Linked DNA regions of Mus musculus: region 2 is linked to region 1. A link is a contact called in public promoter capture Hi-C data. All regions are on one chromosome and are shown on one strand. Each heading gives the region's core, a stretch centred on a gene start, on an enhancer-like site or on the middle of the called end of the contact. The rest is flanking DNA. Distances are from core to core; before and after follow the strand shown.

What was found. Promoter capture Hi-C pulls out the DNA fragments that hold promoters and counts their contacts.
Region 2: a promoter capture Hi-C map of liver shows a contact between it and region 1, with 3 times the contacts expected there. The contact joins two enhancer-like sites. A contact is called at or near these places in 10 of 39 promoter capture datasets (the 3T3-L1 cell line, cranial neural crest, embryonic stem cells and 6 more).

What each region holds. Positions count from the first base shown.
Region 1 is chr10:7,837,944-7,841,597 of GRCm38.p6, reverse strand. Zc3h12d (zinc finger CCCH type containing 12D) reads right to left here. Exons shown (of 6, transcript NM_172785.3): 2 at 1,450-1,833. The coding sequence starts at 1,763. Among named protein-coding and RNA genes, the nearest start is that of Mir5104, 3.4 kb to the right of the region's middle. Within about 2 kb of position 1,832, at least 66 of the 459 cell types and tissues checked have an H3K27ac peak or open chromatin away from gene starts, as enhancers often do. A contact at or near this core is called in liver, where this site is marked.
Region 2 is chr10:8,656,928-8,660,581 of GRCm38.p6, reverse strand. No RefSeq gene overlaps it. Among named protein-coding and RNA genes, the nearest start is that of Gm24374, 16 kb to the right of the region's middle. Within about 2 kb of position 2,086, at least 24 of the 459 cell types and tissues checked have an H3K27ac peak or open chromatin away from gene starts, as enhancers often do. A contact at or near this core is called in liver, where this site is marked.

The DNA of each region.
Region 1 (3,654 bases), core at 583-3,082:
TCCAGAATAACACAGCTGGCTGGGGACAGACTCCATAGAAGGAGCCCTATCTGCCAACACCTAACCCTGGGCTCCTGTCTGTCACTTGCTTCGTTCCTTCTGAAGAAAGCTGCTCCTCTTGTGAGCATGGTTAGCATCAACTTGCTGAGCAGGCTACAACAGGCACTTTTCCTAGCTCCCTACTAGGAAGGGTTGATTCCACATCACAGAACCAGAGAGCAATTTGCCTGGTTCACACAGCTACCAAGATACAGAACAGGGTTTGAAAGTCTGATCTAGGAGAAAGAAAGGAGAGAGAGAGAGAGAGGGAGAGGGAGAGAGAGAGAGAGAGAGAGAGAGAGAGAGAGAGAGAGAGAGAGAGAGAAGGAACCCAACAAAGTAAAATGAGAGCTAGCATTTGCTCTAGCTGTACTGCCTCTGGTATGTATACCCAGAAGAACCTAAACCAAGCACAGCATCAGCTTTCACACCCATCTCTGCCAAAACCCTCCTCACGGTATGTGGGTCATAGAGTCAGTCCAGATACCCATGCCTTTGCTCATAGAGAACAGTAGCCTGACTTTGGGTAGCTGTTCCTCACTACGACCCCCTCCCCCCTGCAACTACTGGAAAGTTACCTTCCAGATGGTCCCTGCAGGCTAACACCTGCTGTCATTTGATGGCTCACAATACCACGTCTTAGTGTGCTTTTGTTTCTGGAGCAGCTTTTGTTTCTGAAGCCTGAGAGGAGTTTTTGGGTTAAAATCCAGGTATCTGCAGAACTGATGGGAATCTACTTTTTAGTTTTTCCTGCAGGCCTGGATCTGGGGCCCATCTACTTTCAAAGCCATGAATGGCTTACAATGATACGTATTATGCCATATATGTGCACAATTACTATTGCTTCTCTGCAGAGATGTATGGATTTTAATAAATAATTAAAGGGTCTTTTTAGTCTGGAGACTAAAAGAAATGTAATGTGTATACACAATGGCATATACATTTTAAAAAATGATGATTATGTCGTTTGCAGGAAAACAATAATACTTAAGATTCATCTTAATCAATAGAAGCCAGACTCAGAAAGTCGGAGATGGCATATATATGGAATCTCACTTTATATATTGTGTGTGTGTGTGTGTGTGTGTGTGTGTGTGTGTGTGTGTGTATATATATATATATAGCAGGGAAGGATAAGGGGACTATTTGTTGAGGAGGGAGGGGACCAGTGGGAAGAAAGGAGAAGAGACAAGAGGGGTAGTAGAAAGTGTGGGCCAAGCATGTGACATACATGTATGACTATGCCATTAGGAAACCTATTGATTTGTAGAATAGTTTTTAAAAATTCATCCATCAGTCCTAAAACTCTTTGAACCAAACCACAGAGAGGAAATGTTTCCCAGGACTCCTGATAACAAGGTCTCTGGCCCCAGCGCTCAGTAATAAGATGAAGGAAACCAAAGATGCTACCTCATAGCCACATTGCTGCCATCGATCACTATGGGCCGCAGGAAGCGGGCTGGATCTCCGCCAGCCTCTTCTAGGCCTGGTCCCAGGCCCTGCTGGGCAGAGTCTTGGACCCCGCAGCATCCCCGGGGAATCAGCACTACCCCGGTGCCACTGGCTGGATCCTCCTGGGCCCTTGGGCGACTGCCGGTCTGGATCAACTCTTGAAGCACGTCATTGACCAAGGCACTGTCACCCAGTTTGCCCAGCACCCTGACCACGTCCTCCTGGCTGTAGCCCAGTTTCTGGAAAAATTCCATCTTGCTCCGATGCTCCATATTGTGCCAGCTGTTGCTTGGCCCGGCTCCTGCCCCAAGCTTCCTCCTGGCAGAACAGCACAGGCATGAGCTAAAATGAAAAAACAGTCGTCAGGTGTTTGCCGAGCAGCCTGGCAGGCAGGCTACCGGGTGAGAAGGGCACGCAGCGTGCTCCTCCCTCGTGGCGTTATCTATCAGGAAATCATGTGGCTCCAGGTCCCCTTGGGGATTTTCATTTGCTTGGTGTGGCTGGCAAGCCACCGATGCAATTATGCCTCTTTTACTTTTAGTGTATTCTCTGATGCCTTTGTTCCTGTGTGCCTGTACAGGGAAAGTTAACCAGGGCCCAGGGTGGCAAGAGCCAAGTAGGGCACCAAACCAGACAAACCTTTTTAGAGACTCTGTTAGGAGCAAGATGCCATCCACCCAGATTTCTGTACTGAAGTGGTTAGCACCAATACCTCCGGGTGTCACAGTATTTGGAGAAAAAGACCTTTCAAATCAGGTCCTTGGGGACATACCTTCACCCTAAACAGATGCTCTACAAGAAGAGACAAGGTACTTTAGACACACACACATATTAGCTTAGGAGGGTGGAGGGACTCCTGTGGTTGTGAGCAGGTTAGGGCGTGAGACCAGGGAAGGAACCAACATTGTTGACTCTTTGATCTAGAACTTGCAGCCTCCAGAACACAGTGGCTTTCTATTGTGTCAGCCCTTGCTTGCCAAAATGGCTACATCGGTCCTGGTTATAGCAATCCTGGCAGGCAGTATAGGCTGCTGGCTCACCCACAAGAGAATACTCACAGAAGGGGGCCGGCCCCTCCCAGACAGGCAAGGCTACCCGGGAACCCAACTCTGCAGTCTAGCTCAATTGACTGACTCAGATTACACTTAACCTTAAAAATAAACAATCCAGACTCATATTGGGCTCTTCCTCTGGGGACACTCAGCATGGCCTGTCATATCTCCTGTGTAGAGGTGACAATGAAGAGCCTGCACCTGACAGTTGTGTTCAAAGGGAGAAAATGGAATACTCAGGGCACTCCGGGACTCTCTGCTAGTCACAGAAACTTGACACCATTCAAAAATGTGTAAAACTATACAGATGATCCATGAAAACCTAGTCCCCATAAAGGAGCCCAACAGCGCAGAAGTAGAAAGAAGGTATAAAACAAGCTCTACACCTCCAGCGCCTCCTACGCACGACTCCAGCGCTTTCTCTTTGCACCCACCTGCATTTAATAGAGACACACGGATATGGTCTTGGGGTTGCCTCTGGCTTATTTTTGCATGCATGATGCCGAGCTGTGTGTATCGTTAGTCAGCAGCTTGCCTTTGTCCTTTAAAACTCAGATTGAACATCTTGTCCCGCCAGTTTCCATGATCTGGCTGTTGTATGCCCAGAATCAAACTTGATGGTGAATGAATGAATGAATGAATGAATGATGGTCTTTAGGGTTAACCATACGCCGAATGACGCAAATTTTAGTCCGACTCCTGTTTTTCCACTGCTACAGATGCTGCTTACTGAAGATTCTTGCGCATGCTCCTTTCACTGCCCCACCCCCTTCCCAATGCTATGGACTCTTCACCTTTGCAACCCAATCTTCTGTATGAATCCTTAGCAGGAGGTGTGCTTCTGGGCTAGCCTCCCACTTGGCTGTCACGTGCTTCTGAAGACCTGTCCTTCCAGGGCAGGAACCGGGACAGACTAAGTCAGAGGCTGCCAAGCACAGAGCGTTTCAAGTACAACCTTCTAGACAGAGAGACCTCTACTGCTGCCCCAGAATGTTTGCTCCCACTCTGCCTCTGTGCAAGCCCTCTGGCTTGGACCCAGAATTATATCAACAAAAATCTAACCATATTTCCATCTACCCCAACCCCTAGTGACTACAGAAAGGACGCCAAG
Region 2 (3,654 bases), core at 837-3,336, 820 kb before region 1:
AAAGGTATAGAAAGTGAAGAAGAGCTAGTAGCCTGCTGCCATTTAGTACTCCTGGGAATCTAGCATAGCAGGAAGTCATTCATAGGGGTGTTTGAGAGAGTCTTTGCCTTTTCTGTATTGCTATTGAACAAGACCTTTTACCACGTAGCAAACAGAACACAGCCTTCGGAACCACAGAGGTGACTTAAAGCCTTATTTCTGCTGTTTACTGTCTATTTGATCTGGAATCAGGGCCCAACTATGTATAGGCTTTGTTTTCCTCATCTAAGAACTGGACAAATGATAGCTGTTGGTTGTACTATTCAGGGTCCTTAGTTGTGACATGTTATTTTAGAAACATGGGAAGGTGTTAAGTTTGTGGCACACCATGCTGGTTTTAGAGAGCTTCAGGCTGAGGCTGAATATATTCATTAGCTTTGAAAATGATTTTTTTCATGTTTAACCACAACCAATGCATTTTTAAAAAGAGCTCTCTTATTGTCCGAATTCTTAAAGCCATTTGGTGATGTTTGGCAGGATTTAGTGCACAGTTTTGTTGTTTTAACATCTCTCAGCCCCAAGCACATCTCCCATGTGGATCCAGGGTTATTCTTGGATTTAATCGTTATCATCAACACAGCTCTGGCCTATACTTATGTTCTCTTTACAGACTGTCTTCCATGGAGAGCTCAGCATGGTTATGGTGTCAGAGTCACAGGTTTTAGATAGTTATTCCTTAGGGTCCCTCACCTGGGTTTCCTTCTGATTGCTTAAGAGATACTATCATTTATATTTCCTCCTTTTATCTAAAATTCAAACATGTCTAAGTAGAATAGCATCTAGTCTCCTCTCTGATAATAACATCCATATTTCCTCAATCCCATGTAGTGTGGATTCATTCTCTGGTCATAATGGGCACGACGTCTGGGCTTAGAGACCTATGATCTGTAACCAATGACCTGCCTGCTCCTTTACTGCTTACACCCGCTCTCTGGTCTTTCTCCATGGCAGTTGAAAAGTGGCATCTCTCCCCTTTTCCAATTTGCTCGTAGCAAGATTGTCTAAGGCTTCCTGCTTGTTTTTGCATCATGACACAAGACCTGATTTCTTACCCAGTTGAAGCATGCTGGGATCTAACTTCATCAAAATGTCTCTGCGGTTTCTGGCACATCACCCCTTCAACCCTGACTCTCATCCGCACATTTTGCTGTCGTTTCTTACCAGTCCAAACCTCCATGACTCCAGTCTGAACCCCCACCTGTGTTGGTCTGGTCTTGGCATACAGCTCTACCATATTCTCATCGCTTTAATATTTTCCTTACATGGAAACTCTTCTTCTGAGATGTTTTAAATCCAACAGGACTTCAAAAGTCTGTATTTTCTACCCTTCTCTAAGACTTGCTTGTCTTTTTCTCTTTTTTCTAGTTTCCTTCTCCCTAAGCATCTATGACAGCAACAAGCTGCCCTGCACCAATCGCACCTGATTACTTATCCAGGGTCCTTGTTGACAATCAGTCAAGAACACCAGCTTTGCATCTTCGACTAGACTGAGTTCCTTGAAGAGGGGCCCCACATCACGCTGGCTCTCTAGCTCATTAAGTTCCCTGTGTGTGGTAAATATTGATTGAAGGGAAAATTTTAATTTCTTGTTGATCTGTCAACATAAGTGAATAGAATATTTGGTTTAAATGGCTTTTGACGAGGCTTAATTTACTTTTCGATAAATTTGTCTTTCTTGGGCAGGCAAGTTACTTTTTAAAATAAATGCAGTAAAATGCCTTAGCTGACTTGGAAAGTAAAAGTCTGGAACCTGATGTTTTGAGTACAGAATGTACTTTAAAAGGCAATGGTACAGCCTACTTGAAACCAAGCCCAAGTCTCAAAAAAAAATCTGAGATATTTGGAAATAATATCATTTTATCTGCATGCAACCAATTTCTAATATGTAAACATTGCTAAGCCCCTAAAAGAGGAAACCAGGACAATATTGATTATAGGCTCTGATTTTGGGATTGGTTGCCCAAAGGAAGTAGCAGGAAGCAACACCCACACAAACACCGGGTCCTTTTTCCATGAACTGGGCCTGCAGTGATTATGTGTACTTGAGAATGATGCATCCAAAAGCTTGAGCAATCCATCTGGCCAAAGTGGCTGACACTATGGGATTTGTTGTGTGGTACTGTGCCAACACCAAAACTTATTTCATTGCCTTAGTCATCAGGCCACAGTGCTACTAACCCTGTGTCCCACCGAGTGGTGCCTGGCTTGTCTGGAAGACCAAACAAAGAGAACCAAACATGTAAAAAATCCTCCCACATCTGAGTGTAAGGTCTGGAGGATCTGAGTTCCCACAAAGTCCTGAAGCAAACCCAGAATTGTGCTAAAGAGACAGAATTGAGAAAATGACAAACCCTGGAACATTCCAACAGGCTTTGTCTGTTAAAAACCTGATGGTCCTGTCACAGGCCAAGCATCCCCCAATCGCCATGAATAATTTCTATATGTGTGAGTGATGTGTGCAAGAAGTTCATTGCCAAAGCACTCCTCGTTAACTGTTTCCTTCTCTGCTCTTACTGCTAGAACCAGCTAGCTTCCTCAGGTCAGATACTGGGGCACTGAGGGAAAGTGGGTTTTAATGGCCTGGGAATGCAAAGGTTATAGTTTTAAGCATAGGAGTCCGTGCACCAGCAATAACATCTTCAGGAGGCTCTGTCCTGAGAAAACTAGCCATCATACCATGACACAAAAACCTACTTCATATGCCCCACCTGAGCTGACATTCATACTTTCATTTGCCAGACAGCGTTTGATAGACTTGCTTATTCTGTAAGGCCTTTAACCTTGTGCCAGTTTTTACATCAGAAGCTTACTCAACACTTCCTCCCAACTGTAAAAGTTCAGCCAAGAAAGAGATGGGAAAGCAGGGAAGATTGGGGGGGGGGGAGGGAGGGAGGGAAGGAGGGAGAGAGAGAGAGAGAGAGAGAGAGAGAGAGAGAGAGAGAGAGAGAGAGAGATTGATTTTGTTCCAAAGAAAAGATCAACTTCATTCTATTTCTTAAACTTTGTTCTTTCTATAAAACACTGTCCTATGACAGAAGATTTGGCTCTGCAGCAACACTGCCTTGCTGGTCTCCTGCAGGGCATTCATTGGGTAAGGCACTCCCAGAACAACCAACCTTCCTGTTGCCTCTAATAGGAGAATAAGAGGGTATTTTGAAGTATCCAAACATCTGAAGAGATAGAATTGTGTGTGTGTCCTGGGTTGGGGCAGGGGCAGCTTCTCATTAGACAAGATGACTGGCCACAGCAGGATGCAGAGCTCTGCTTCATGAATATGAGATAAGAGGAAGGGCACACAATGAATCACAAGGAATGATTCTCCATGAACAGTCCATCTGCCATTTTGGGACCTCTGGTTTAAGACTCTGCATCATCTGGTTACACTGTTTGAGTTACTCTGGTGGTTGTTACACCCGATACTATAAAATTAATCTTCGTGCCGCAGATTAGACACCATCACCTCACTCCTTTAAATAACGAGCTTTCTGTCTTTCTACAAAATTTCCTTTGCATCAAAAGCTGCAAGGGGAAGAAAAGAGCTGAATGCAATTAAAAATACAATCAATGTGTGTGAAATTGTCGAAAGTGGAGGTCGTGGCAGCCTTTGCTCATTAG